Regions from separate parts of the Podarcis muralis genome. Here region 2 is linked to region 1. Evidence: chromatin contacts called from public Hi-C data. All regions are on one chromosome and are shown on one strand. The core of a region is the stretch at or near the end of the contact, and the rest is flanking DNA. Distances in the headings are between cores, read along the strand shown.

The links. A called contact is a pair of places that touch in the nucleus more often than the background predicts.
Region 2: a contact with region 1 is called in a Hi-C map of blood, with 4 times the contacts expected there. The contact joins the promoter of HSF2BP here to the promoter of NDUFV3 in region 1. A contact is called at or near these places in 2 of 3 Hi-C or Micro-C datasets (blood and tail).

Annotation. Positions count from the first base shown.
Region 1 is chr4:57,024,652-57,031,090 of rPodMur119.hap1.1, forward strand. It overlaps NDUFV3 (NADH:ubiquinone oxidoreductase subunit V3), which reads left to right and starts at 4,209. Exons shown (of 4, transcript XM_028727273.2): 1 at 4,209-4,361. The coding sequence starts at 4,314. WDR4 (WDR4 tRNA N7-guanosine methyltransferase non-catalytic subunit) reads right to left here and starts at 4,112. Exons shown (of 11, transcript XM_028727272.2): 1 at 3,933-4,112; 2 at 2,667-2,729; 3 at 1,304-1,450. The coding sequence starts at 4,051.
Region 2 is chr4:57,420,483-57,426,943 of rPodMur119.hap1.1, forward strand. It overlaps HSF2BP (heat shock transcription factor 2 binding protein), which reads right to left and starts at 5,031. Exons shown (of 8, transcript XM_028727305.2): 1 at 4,925-5,031; 2 at 3,997-4,147; 3 at 3,130-3,233; 4 at 141-290. The coding sequence starts at 4,975. RRP1B (ribosomal RNA processing 1B) reads left to right here and starts at 6,349. Exons shown (of 16, transcript XM_028727303.2): 1 at 6,349-6,461. The coding sequence starts at 6,456.

The DNA.
Region 1 (6,439 bases), core at 2,959-5,458:
TCACATTGTGATTGCTAAATTTGGGGGCAGGAAGGCATTTTTCCAGAGAATGGCCACATAATTTGCATGAAGATCTATAGAAAATGAAAGAAATTAACAATGTGTTTTGATCATGTCACAAACTTTATAGCAGACCAAACCTATATGAATTAACTCCTTACTAATAATTACTTGAAAAGGGTTATTGGTAGCCAGGGGAAATAAGGCACTGCAGCTACAGAATTTTAGAAAGCCTGCCCTTTGGTCTTTCTGGAAGTGGTAACAGAAGATCTCAAAAGAGAAGGGCATAATAATCCCAGTGAGAATCCAGCACCAATGGAGTTTAAAGGATATGCATGCAGCACAGTTCTAAATCCTAGGAATAAAATTCATTCATTCATTTATGACCACTCTTAACCTGACCTTAATCTTAATCCCAATTTAATCCTACTCTTATTCCCATCACCACACACTGAACTAGCAAAAAAAGGACTCCTTTGCTTTGTCCCTATTTTTTCCTAACTTTTAAATGAATATAATTTGACACATTCACCCACAATGTAGTCTCTTTTTAGAGCTGAAAGGAAGTATAGAAACATTTTTTTAAAATAAATAAACTTCTGACACCAAAATAAATTTCTGTTCTTCATACTGGGTTGGGAGGTGGGGGGCCCTTTTATCTGAATTACAGAATGGATAGAATGTATCAAGTCACAATACAGAGAGTTCATGATCAGGTACCTGTGAAATCTTGCACATTTTTAGTGAGGATTATCATGACTAAGAACAAAATGATTGTGAAATCATCTGAGTTTCAAAAACAACTTGCAGTGTAGTGCAACAAAGTTAATAAACTATGTTACGGGGCTGCTCTTCAGCTGTAATTTTCAGAGCGGCTTACAAAAAAGACATAAAATAAAATAATACAACCAAGCAAACAAATAGCAGGCAGCTAAAACCAGCATAAAGATAAAGCACAGAGGGCTAAAACCAGATTTTATTTAATCTCTTTAAAAAATTCCAAAATTTAATCACCAATTTAGCTTCAGCCTTTTGTGAACGGAAAAAAGAACTAGGTGCAGTGTAAAGTTTTAGACTTGGGTGAGGGAGATCTGAGTGACTTTGACCAAACAACATAGGTTGCCCGTCCCTGCACTAGAGGAAGTGAAGGACACCAATAATGGGTAACTTTTCTATCAGTAAAGTTAAATATATCTGATCAGTTACAGAAAATGATCAAGAAATGTAAAGAAGTTTGTCTTAAAACAGCTCTTATTTATATGTGGGTACAAATATTTCTCCTGAAGTGCCTTCCTTTCCATACCTTACACTCAGACATTCCCAAGACGGTTTCGTACGAAAAAGGATCAGTCGTTTGTTGTCATCAGTCAGAGCAAAGTAGGTTCCTGATGAAGAAAACGTGCAGGCAAGGATATCGTTACTTGCTTCACCCGCTGACTTTCCGTCATCTCTAAAAACAATGAGAAAGTAAAAAAATATTCAAGACCTAGAGGTTTTGCACCCAGTTACCTCAGACTGCTAAGAACAGGAATTGCTATTTAGTAGGCTTGATCAATACAACATTCGTTTATTGACTAGAGTATCTGTACTACTAAGTAAATGGATACCTTATGGAATTATGTTTTCTATTATTTCAGAGGGTATCCTTCCTTCCACAAGTGTGCAGTAAGATCAGATTTTTAAAAAAAACTTTACACACCAAATCCTTTCTTATAAACAATGGTCGAAACAGAGATATCTATAGCCCACCACCCAATGGCAGATGATGGGGTAGCAGCAAAGAGACCTTCCTTCTTATTTAAAAAAAAACATTTTACGGCTAGGAGGCAGCCAGTCAGGAATATACATGTTTGCAGATATTCACTGTACTATTTTTACTTTAAAATAGCTGAACAGTACAGTGTGGTGTAGTGGTTAAGAGTGGTAGACTCATAATCTGGTGAAACCAGGTTTGTGTCCCCGCTCCTCACATGCAATTGCTGGGTGACCTTGGGCCAGTCACACTTCTCTGAAATCTCTCAGCCTCACTCACTTCACAGAGTGTTTGTTGTGGGAGAGGAGGGGAAAGGAGATTGTTAGATGCTTTGAGACTCCTTAGGGTAGTGATAAAGCTGAATCCAAACTCCTCTTCTTCAGTACTGGTACTCATTCCCAAGTAAATGCACTGAGCACCAGGGCAGCAGAAGCAAGCACCATTTTATCTGTGTAGGTGCTATGATTTAAGCGAGTTTTAAAAATGACAAACTGCATATGCCCAGCACACTTTTTATTATTAGGGTAGTCAAATAGTTTTTTGCTTGGTATATTTCTCTAACTGATCAGGGATGTGGAAGCACTTGTAAAGTGTGGAATGGTGGTGGAAGGGAGAAATATTAAATTATGTAGTTCACAACTGAAGAAAAACACACGACCATTTAAAACCCCATCCCATACCGGACTATTGAGTCCAAGGTTTAGAATCAATTAGCTGCATCACTGCATATAAGTAGTTTGTATTCCTCAATTTGTTTTTGTATTTTATGTGACATTGGTGGTAGCAGCAACATTTATTTTCAGCTACAAACAACAACTCTAAGAGATGTAAATGCCATTCAACAGAGTTTCTGAATAAATGGGAATGCAGCGGATTTCCTACTGCAGATTAAGGAAAATTTAAACAGTCTTACCCTTGATTCTGTTGAAGTTTCTCTGTTGCTGTGGAACAGTCATAAATGAAAATATCTTCATTCCTGGAAATTATATAATTACATCAGGTCAGTATTTTCCAATAAGCATAGTATCAGTTGTGTCTCATCTTACTTACCATGCCTTTTTAAACAGTAAAATTTCAAAATTAATGAGGTTTTCTGTTTCATTTTATTGCAGAGGAACATATAGACATGGAAAATACTAGGGCAGAAAACACAGAGAAGTTTTAGAATCTTTTATGAAAAGTATCTTTTACATGGTTCTTTTTTTCAAACTTCTGCATTATTACCACAGATGTCAGTACCTCTATACAGTAAATGTAATTAAATGGTCCATTATTTATTGGCCAGAGACTGATACAGAGCTTCCTTATAGCACAGCTTTATACATTTCCACTCAGAAGTATATCCCATTGAGTTAAATGGGATTTACCCATTTCACAGTTCAATTACAGAATCCGTCTATTAAGAGGGATCAGGTAGTAACCATGGGAAGTTAGAAAACAATAGGCGTGGAGACCTATTGTCAGCACTAACAATACACTGTCTACCTAGAGTAGCTGACTCAAAATAAAGCAACTCATTATATAATATCTTGAAACCCAAGTGATCATATATTTTCAGAAGAGCAGTGGGTAATACATTCTCCAAAGCAGAAAATGTGCAGAAAATAAGAAGCAGAGAACGTGCGTACTCTGATTGCTTTTACTTCTGAAAGCATTATCTATTTTGGAACCTTTTTAGCAGGAAAAAACATGTAAATTCAATCATCCTAAACCTATAAGGATGGAGAAAGGCTGTCCACCCCCTTCATCCGACCAGCATTTCATTTGTCGGAAGAGCACTGCAGCCTATTTCCTCTAATTATATAGATCAGCGTTGTCACTCAACTTTTCTAAGCTGATCAGCATTATGCACACTGACCAGCTGCCTGGATAAACTGTGTGCACACTGCCACCGGTTATTGATCCTGACCCACTGTGAGTATAAAAGGAGGGCAGCTTTGAAGTAACTGATCAGAATTAAAGGGTCACCCGGTTACCGCTTTACACACTCCGTTAAGGAAAAACACAACCCTTCTCACACAGCGGCTGCCTTACAGCGGAATCTTAACCGTGCCTACTCAGAGTAAGTTCAATGGTAAATGCTGTTAGGGCTGCAGTCTCAGCAGATATATAGACAAGACGACGGGAGAGCGAGGCTAGAAGAGGCTGAACAGGAGCTCCTCGGCCCGGTTTCACTCACCCAGGCTCTTTGTAAAGGGCCGCCAGGACCTTGGCTCCACCGGTGACCACCATCAGGTCCCCACAGACGGCCAGCTCCGGGGAAGAACCCGCAACCCCGGCGGGGTCAGCCGCCTCCATGCCTGACAACAGAGCCGCGTGCGGGAAGCCACACAGCCGTCGCCGGCAAATGACGTCACTGCGGGACTCCTTGGCAAGGGCCCCTCCTCCCCAGTTGAGGAACGGGAATCCCCACCTCTCCCTTGCCGTCACTCAGCAGCAAGAGAGCGCTGCTCATTGGATACTGCAGGGAATGTGGGCAGAGCAAGACCCTTGACAGGGGAGGGACCTTTTCCTCCTGGGCGGAGGTTGCAGCAGGGACGAGGTTGGGTGGGACGCCGACATGGCGACGGCTCTGCTAATCTCCTGCGGCCGTACTGCCGTGCTCAAGGTAACCGAGGGTGAAGATCCGAGAGGCGCTTTCGGGCTGGCCGCTCCGTCGCCACAGTGCCGTTTATAATGTTTGTGCCCGTGGACGGACCTTGTGTGCGTCAGGATTCGACCTGGCGTTTCCGGGTTGTGCAGCTTGAGTCAGTGCATTATTCCTTGGCAGTAAGTTTTGCTGATTTCAGTGGGACTTACTCCCGAGAAGATGGCAGTAGGGCAGGCTTCCCCAGCCTCGGCCCTCCAGATGTTTTTGGCCTACAATTCCCATGACCCCTAGCTAGCAGGACCAGGGATGATGGGAATTGTAGTCCCAAAAGCATCTGGAGGGATGAGGTTGAGGAAGCCTGCAGTAGGGTTTTAGCTGTAACTTCAAAGCCTGCAGGGCAATGGGCAAACTCTTAGCTGCCTCTTTGATTTTGGCTTTTCATGCTATCATTTATTTTTATTGATATTGAACGGTGGAGGCTGTCACTCAGAGGTAACGCCCAACATTTGCATCCAAAAGATCTCAAATTCAGTCTGGCATGTGTAGGTAAAGGATCTCTGGTAGCAAAGCCAGGAAATAACTTTTCCCGAGGCCTTGGAGAGCAGGAGAACCACTGTAAGTCAGACTAGAGCATGCTTGGCAGATTACATTTTCATTAATTTGGGGAGAGATATGGAAAAATCACATAATTGCTGTTGCCGGTTGCTGTATTGTTCTACCTCACTGAGGGCTGCTTTGCTGACACCCTAGCCCTCGCTCATGGGACAAGTGCTTGCATTTTTTTTCTAGAACACGGATTGGATGAACCAGTCCTGATTGCTCCTGGGCCACATAGTGCCTACTGTGATTTTTTGCAATTAATGCAGGTCTAGAAGGATTTTCTGGACCCTGACTTGACCAATCAATATATTTCTTACTTTTTAAAGAAAGAGAGTGCACCCTACATTACCTAATGCTGTTTAACAGCCCTAACTAGTATAGATCATCTGACTATGTGCTGTTGCTTTTATAACCTTAAACCTTAAACTTCCCAAGGGGGCTTGGTGGGACCTGCACCCAAAAGAGCCTTATTTGAGTGCCTGTTATCTCCTCCTACATTCTGTCTGGGGACTCATGCCAGATGCAGACACTTTACCACCACCCACCACCACCTGTGCTTCAGCAGTAGATTCAAGGGAACCCCCAACTATGAACTCAACACTGTGACACACACACACACACCCCGCCGCATGGAGTTCCTTCCATCAGCTTAGGCTAGTGGCCTACTCGCAAACCTATCTAGTAGGGATAACTTGGCTACAGTAATCTATGCTCTGGTAACCTCAAGTCTGGATTGCTGCAATATGTTTTATGTGGGGCTGCCTTTGAAAATGTTAAGAGCTTGAGTTAGTTCAGAATGTGCCTGGCCAACTGGTGATGGATTTGAGGCAACATAAGACATGCCTGCTGGATCAAGCCAGTGGCCAGTGGCGCAGCTATGGTCCAGCATCCTGAGGGAAGCCTGCAAGTTGGACATGAACACAACAGCATTCTGCCCATCTGTGATGTTCAGCAACTTTATTCAGAGGCATAATGCCTCTGACAGTAGAGAGAGAACATAGCCATGAATTTGTCTGTAAGAACAGATAATATAACACCTAGTCTGTTCCAACTTTGCTAGCTGCCTGCATGCTTCCAAGCCCAATTCAAAGTGATGGTTTTGACATACAAAGCTCTTTCCTGCTCAGGACTCCAGTATCTTCTGGAATGCCTCTCCCTATACGAGAGACCCATAGATCTTTGTTTGAGGCTCTTCTCCCTTCTGAGGGAGGCTAATGACAAAGGAGAGGGCCTTTTCAGTTTTGGCTTTGTATCTGTGGAATTTGCTCCCCACTGAAGCCTTCATTGACATCTTTTTGGCACCAGGCAAAGGCTTAGCTTTTGTCCCAGGCTTTTGACAGACTAAGACTATATTGCTTGTTATTAGTATGCTGCCAAAGCGTCCTGTGGCTATTATGGGGTTGTTGGTTGCTCTGTTTTATGGTATAATATATTTGTGATTTTAGCAGAATTGTAAGTCACTTGGAGTCCTTCGAGTAACAAGCAGTCAACAAACC
Region 2 (6,461 bases), core at 3,781-6,280, 400 kb after region 1:
AAATGCAGATTGTCAGCTGCTATATGGACATTCTAATCAGAATGACACAAAAGTAATTTTTTTTAAAAAATGTTTGAGTCAACGCTGTCATTTGTGTATAATACATAACAAATAAAGATCTCTGCAGTCACCGAACTTACACTTCCTAGAATACTTTTAACTGCTTCTTCATTGCTAGAGATACTCCACAACAACGTGCAAACTGCAGCACCCATTTCTGTACAGTATTCAGCTTGCTGCAATAATTGTTGCTTTGCCTCATTCAGCTGCTGCCGAACAGTTAATTTTTCCTGAAAGTAATAAAGCTCGTATGTGATTCATATTGGATTATATCAGACCGTTCTAATTAGATTTCTCAATAAGTTCCAAAGTCCTCTGAGCATTAAACAAAAAACAAAAAAACTTGGCTCTGGTGAAGTAGATCTGCTAAGATTTAAATTCTTCCTAAACTGTGGAATTCTCTCATATTTGCATACGTAGAAGACTTTTTGCTTATTTATATTTACATTTACATTCCATTTTCCTTCAAGGAGCTTGATATAGAACGCATGGCAAACTTAAGCATATTCATCAGAATTTCATCTCGCAGCTTCTATGGCAACATTACACAGTCATAAGAAGAAAAGAACAGTCTGGATAATTATATAAAAATAGATAGTAGCAATGTTCTCAAGCAAGTATTCTTGGTAATATAAGCCACAATTCTAACAATGTCTACTCAGAAGTAAATCCTACTGCATTCAGTGGGAATTATATTGTAATAGTTGGTTGGAGCATGGTGCTAGTAATGCCAAGGTTGCAGGTTTTATCCCCTGTAATGAATATTCCTGCACTGCAGAAGGTTGGACTAGACCATCCTCATGGTCCCTTCCAACTCTACAATTCTATTCCTAATGTAAATTGGGTTAGGATTACAACCTGAGCCAGGCAAAAGGTATGCTTTCCATTAGTGCAGCTCCCTCTTTGGCAAAGGGGCAAGCTTTTGTCTTTGGTACCACAAGGAGGTTTGGAGGGAAACAGAACTCAAAAGATTTGTTAGATCTCTCCTGAAAACTCTTGCCTGATACATCTTATGTAAACTAGTACACTTTTGATACAATTGTTCCTCTATCAGCGTGGTAAAAATGCATTCTCCATGTGAAGATGGAGTTACAACACCTGCAAATAAGCTATATAGAATTTAAAGGTAAGTGTGCATGGAGCTGCACATAAAGGAATGGGGAGGTGGATGAAGCAGAAATAGCAGACATTCCACAAACCTTGTCCAGAAAGGAAAAATGAAAACAATTCAAGAAATTACACTACAGAATTAATCCTAGCTAGAAAAGATCCAGTAACACTAAATTACCGCATTTTCCCCTCTATAGGACACACTTTTCCCCCTCCAAAAATGAAGGGGAAATGTGTGTGCATCCTATGGAGCGAATGCAGGCTTTCGCTGAAACTTGGAGAGCGAGAGGGGTCGGTGCGCACTGACCCCTCTCGCTCTCGAGGCTTCAGGCAGCTATCCGCAAGCCTTCTGAGTGCGGCGGGAGTTCCCAGCAGGCTCCAAAGGCTTGCAGATAGTAGCCTGTTCTGGGGGCGGGGGGCGGGGGAAGCTTGGGCTTCCCCCATCCCAGCCCTGCGGCTAAAAACAAAGCCACGTGCAGCTTCTGCCGCCTGGAGAGGTTGCGCGTGGCTAAAGAGGAAGCCAAGACAGCCAGTGGGATGGATCCCGCTGGCTGTCTTGGCTCTTTGGGGCGGGGGGGGGTGGAATAAAAAAAAATCTCCCCCCCCCAAAAAAAAACTAGGTGCGTGCTATGGTCCGGTGCACCCTATGGAGCGAAAAATACAGTAATTGAATCATTCCTGTGATATGCTAGCATGAAGATAAGACAGCAAACCAGCAGGAAAGTCCTGTATTGTAGGTTAATATACATGAAAAGTACAGAGGCAAATCCCACTAAAGTCAATGGCGTTTACTACCAGGAAAGTGACTGGAGGACTGTAGTCTAAAATGTCAACAACAGTTGCAATCAATAGTTACTTGGAACTCTCACTGAGCTCAATGTGAGTTGACATATGTTACAAACAGCTATGTTCTGATGGACCTCCACAGTGCTACTTAGAGCATCTGGAACCCTTAGTATGAACCATATATCCTTAACTGTTTCTGAACCAACACTCAGGATTGAAGATTTTTCACAATGTTGCATCCAAATGTAGCTTTAAATTTTTCGATATACTGTACAGCTGTAAAATTGCTTAAAAGGTGGAACTTACCTCCAAGTAATTTTGTAGCTGGCCAGAGAACAATTACATCAGAGATGGAAGAGGTTTCATGACAGAACCAAGCAATAACCCATCATGGGAAGGAGGCCAACTTTTCTTAGTCTCCGATTCCCATAAATATGTGAAACTTTCATTTCAGTTTTTTATATTCTGGGAAACACCTAAGCAAGAGTCAAAGATGCTCGCTCTCTCTCTCAGAACCTCTGTTTTACCAGGAACTCTGAACATGCTCTGAAATCCAAGAAAATACTCAAGCAGGTAACTGGCTAAGTTAGATAGTCTCTGCTGGTTTTATTTGTACATCTGTATGCGAGACTGTTGCCTTCCTTGTTTTCCTAATACAATTATTTAGCTTCATTGGCATTAAAAAGCAATTCTCCATAATTTCTCCCTGGAATCTTTTCCACGTGATGAATGGCATAGATGCTAATGTTATCCCTTGTTTACTGAGAATATTACACAAGATTTTGGGAAATTCTAAATCCACAGAACTCTGGAAAGATTAATCCAAAGCTTCTCTTTTGTTTTTTCTTATACCTCGGCTAGGTCTTTGCAGTAGGGCTCAGAAACTCCCCAAGCAACTTGTAGGATGTAACAGGCTACCATAAGACAGAATGAACCTTCTTTCATACCTCTTTTTGCAGGAAGCTTCTACAAAAAGAGGGGGTTGCCAGTGCAGTAAAGCATGCCCCCCCGACTGTCTCAACACGTATGGACATTGCACTTCTTCCTACACTTAGCTGGAGTTAAGTCCCACTGAACTTACCTCTGAGTAGGCATGTTTACGATTGCCCTTGTTAGAGGTATAGCACAATTATGTATGTAAAAAAAGTGGGTTTCAGCTAATAATCTACCTACCTTTCTTTCTTTCATACAATCTGCTTGGGCTGCTTCTAAACGGGCTTTATAGTGTTCACAATCCATTCTTAATTGCTCCACTTCAATATCTTTCCTTTCCACAACTGTAAAAAATGGAGGGCTCAAGTAAAACAATAAAAAGAAGAACAAAAATTCTCAAATACAGTGGTACCTCGGGTTAAGAACTTAATTCATTCTGGAGGTCCGTTCTTAACCTGAAACTGTTCTTAGTCTGAGGTACCACTTTAGCTAATGGGGCCTCCCGCTGTTGCTGCGCCGCCACCGCACAATTTCTGTTCTCATCCTGAAGCAAAGTTCTTAACCCGAGGTACTATTTCTGGGTTAGCGGAGTCTGTAATCTGAAGCATCTGTAAACTGAGGTACCACTTTACTATAATGCACATGTAACCACTAATCAGTAGCAATATAAAATGTGGCTAAGTGAAAAAGCTCAGATTCTGCCATGAGAAATATGTAAAGAAGGTGCTGGAGAGAAGCAGTGAAAAGGCGGGTGCTTAACCCTTTTCCTGCCAACCATTTCTCCACTCCAAATCACTATTCCCTCCCAAAGCTGTTTTTCCCCAGGGAAGATTTGCAACAGAGGAGCATCAGACAAGGAAAGGATTGGGCATTCCCTTATCTCTCTGACATTTTGAAATCCTCTTCTCACCCAACCACAAGTATTTTCTTTAGGTCAAGAATGAGTTAAACATTTCTATGTCCTATCTAACTTGGACCTCGATTATTCAACTTCCAGTTACTTCAAGAATATTCACCACCACCACCACAAACTTAAGTTGTTCGCTTGAAGCTGCTTTTATGGCATTAATGATTTTATAGCATTAATGACAGAACCTAAGAACTCACTTGTTTCAACAGCATCCAATTTCTGCAAGTTCTCCAAGATATCATAATTCAGTATTTTGGGCAAAATGTCATGTAGCTGCATCACTTCAGTAGTCAGCCTCTCCAAAGCTCTCTTTCTGACTTTAACAAATTCCCCTTGCGTCTCCACTTTCTGTAACAGAAACAAAAACTCATTATCTTTTTCTCTGCACTTACTATTTACCGTATATGACATGTTGGCCACATTCTAGAACTGTTTTCAGCTTTTAAGACCCCTGAAATTTCTTCACCCTCCCCCCAACTACAATCCAACCTAAGTTTCCAAGTCCAGAAGCCTACATTACAGGGGTGTTGTAAACAACTATTTCTCAGTTCTGAATGACAAATTGAAGGCACCATCGTAAGCACTAGCAAAAGAATCCGGATGCCTCACATTTCACTCCATGACTCCAAAGCCACCACGCACCAAGGAAAATGTTCCAGTCATAAAGTTTTCGATAACTTTTGACCCTCCAAAAGTTGTCAGGACTACAACTCCCACTAGCCCCAGTTCTGTTAACTGCTAGGCCTGCTGGCCTCTGTTGTCTGTGACACAGACAGGGGAAGAGAGGGGAAAGAGCAGAAGGGCGTATCTGACTCCATGTTTGGGCCAAGGTCGCCCTTTATAAGGAGCTGGAGGCTGCACCCACAACTGCCCTTCTCCCTTTTTTTTATCCCCTCAACCATCGTATCATTTAAGCTTGAGAGCGCGCGGCTATCCCAACGTCCCCCGGTGTGTTTTGTGGGGTAGAGGCGGGAACAGGACAGGGGACGAAGGTGCCTCAGAGGCTGCTGTGAGGAGGGCGAAGAGGGGCTCGTCCCTCATCCCCGCGCTCAGCGCCGGATCCTAACGGAACGAGAGCAGGCCGAGGCGCTTCCTTCGTCCTCCTGGGCCGAGCCCTCGCGCTACCTGCTCGCCCTCCCGCGGGCAGCACGCGCTGCCTCGGCTCGCGCGCTTCATAGCAACGCCAGCCAGCCGCGAAGCAAGCGAACGAGCGAGCGAGCGAAATAGGAGTCCCTTCTGGCCCCGCCCAGCTAACCCTCCCAACGCGTGATAGGAGGAGGGTGGGAGGAAGTGGGTGGGGTCACGCACCTCGGAACTTCCGTTCCGAATTCGGAAGCCGCCCCGAGTCCAAATTCTCGATGGTGTCCGCTCTACACCTTTCGCACCTCTGTGGCGGAGACTCCATACTTAACGTTGGAAGCTCGCGCAAAAAACCATAGAGATTAATTTTGAAGAAACCCTTCGCTCCTCCTTTATCAGCGGCGAGCTCCGTTTGGTGGAAGGGTGAACTCAAGCCTGAGAGAAGACGGGGGGGGGGGGAATGGCACGGGAATGTGAAGCAGGGGATAAAATTGAGATTCCTCGCGATGCGCGCACAGTCTGTTAAGAGGAATCATAGAAGTGTAGAGTTGGAAGGTACCCAAGGGTCATCTAGCCCAACCCCCTGCAATGTAGGGTGATGCAATTTACATGAAATCGGTTCTGTATAGGTTAGCAATAAAATAATTTTTGTTTCTTTTGTAGTATTTGAGTGAAGATCCGCATCTGTGACATTATCCTTTGCCAACAAAAATCGAACAGCTAGCTGCCTTTACGACCAGCCCCAGCTCTCATATAAAGCATTGCTCTGCTTTCCTTTGGACCATCAGTGAGGCCGAGAGGGGGGGGGTCTTGTCGCCTGGGCAGCCCAGGGCCTCTATGCACACTGCCCGGACTTGCTCCCCGGAGAGGTCACTTCTGTGCTGCTAAAGTAGCGGTTTGACTTCACGCCCGGAAGCATACTCCAGTCCAGATTGTCCCTCGAAACAGACGGATGCCAGCATTGCAGTGGCTGATTCGAGTGTGGCGTTGATTGCACCTGTCACGTCACCCCTATTTACTCGCCTTGAACTAAAACGCCCTCAGTCTTTTCGCAAAGGTAAAACCATGACTTCGGTGGGAATAAGGTTGCAACCCTACACCCGCTGGGGCTCTAGTTCTGACCTGGGGTAAAGCCTCATCGAACTCAATGGAGGAGATTTCTGTGTATCGATGTGCTGTTACCTGGGAGTAGGTCCCATAGCATGCTTTTTTGATATTGGATTATATTTCCCCTCTTTGTTGACCGTGTATTTTTAACTTGATCGTATTCTCGTTCGCAACTTGGGTATAAAGAGGAGGGCATATTAAACGCCCTATTTGACTGGGTAGGGTAGCACGCTGCGCCACTCGCTGCCTCGAGCGCCACGCGCCGCCTTGTCCCCTCCACTATGCCCCGCCTCTTTCTCTCCAGCGGCCGAATTGGCTGGCTCGCGGCGTTCTGCGCCTGTGGGTATGCGACGGAGCAGCGGCTGTGACGTCATCCCCAGGCGTCCGGGAGGCTGCCCGGGCTCGGCCCACGTAGGGCGGCGCGTTACCTTTCTCTCTCTCTCCGGCGAGCAGGGCTGGTGGGGGTGTCATGGCT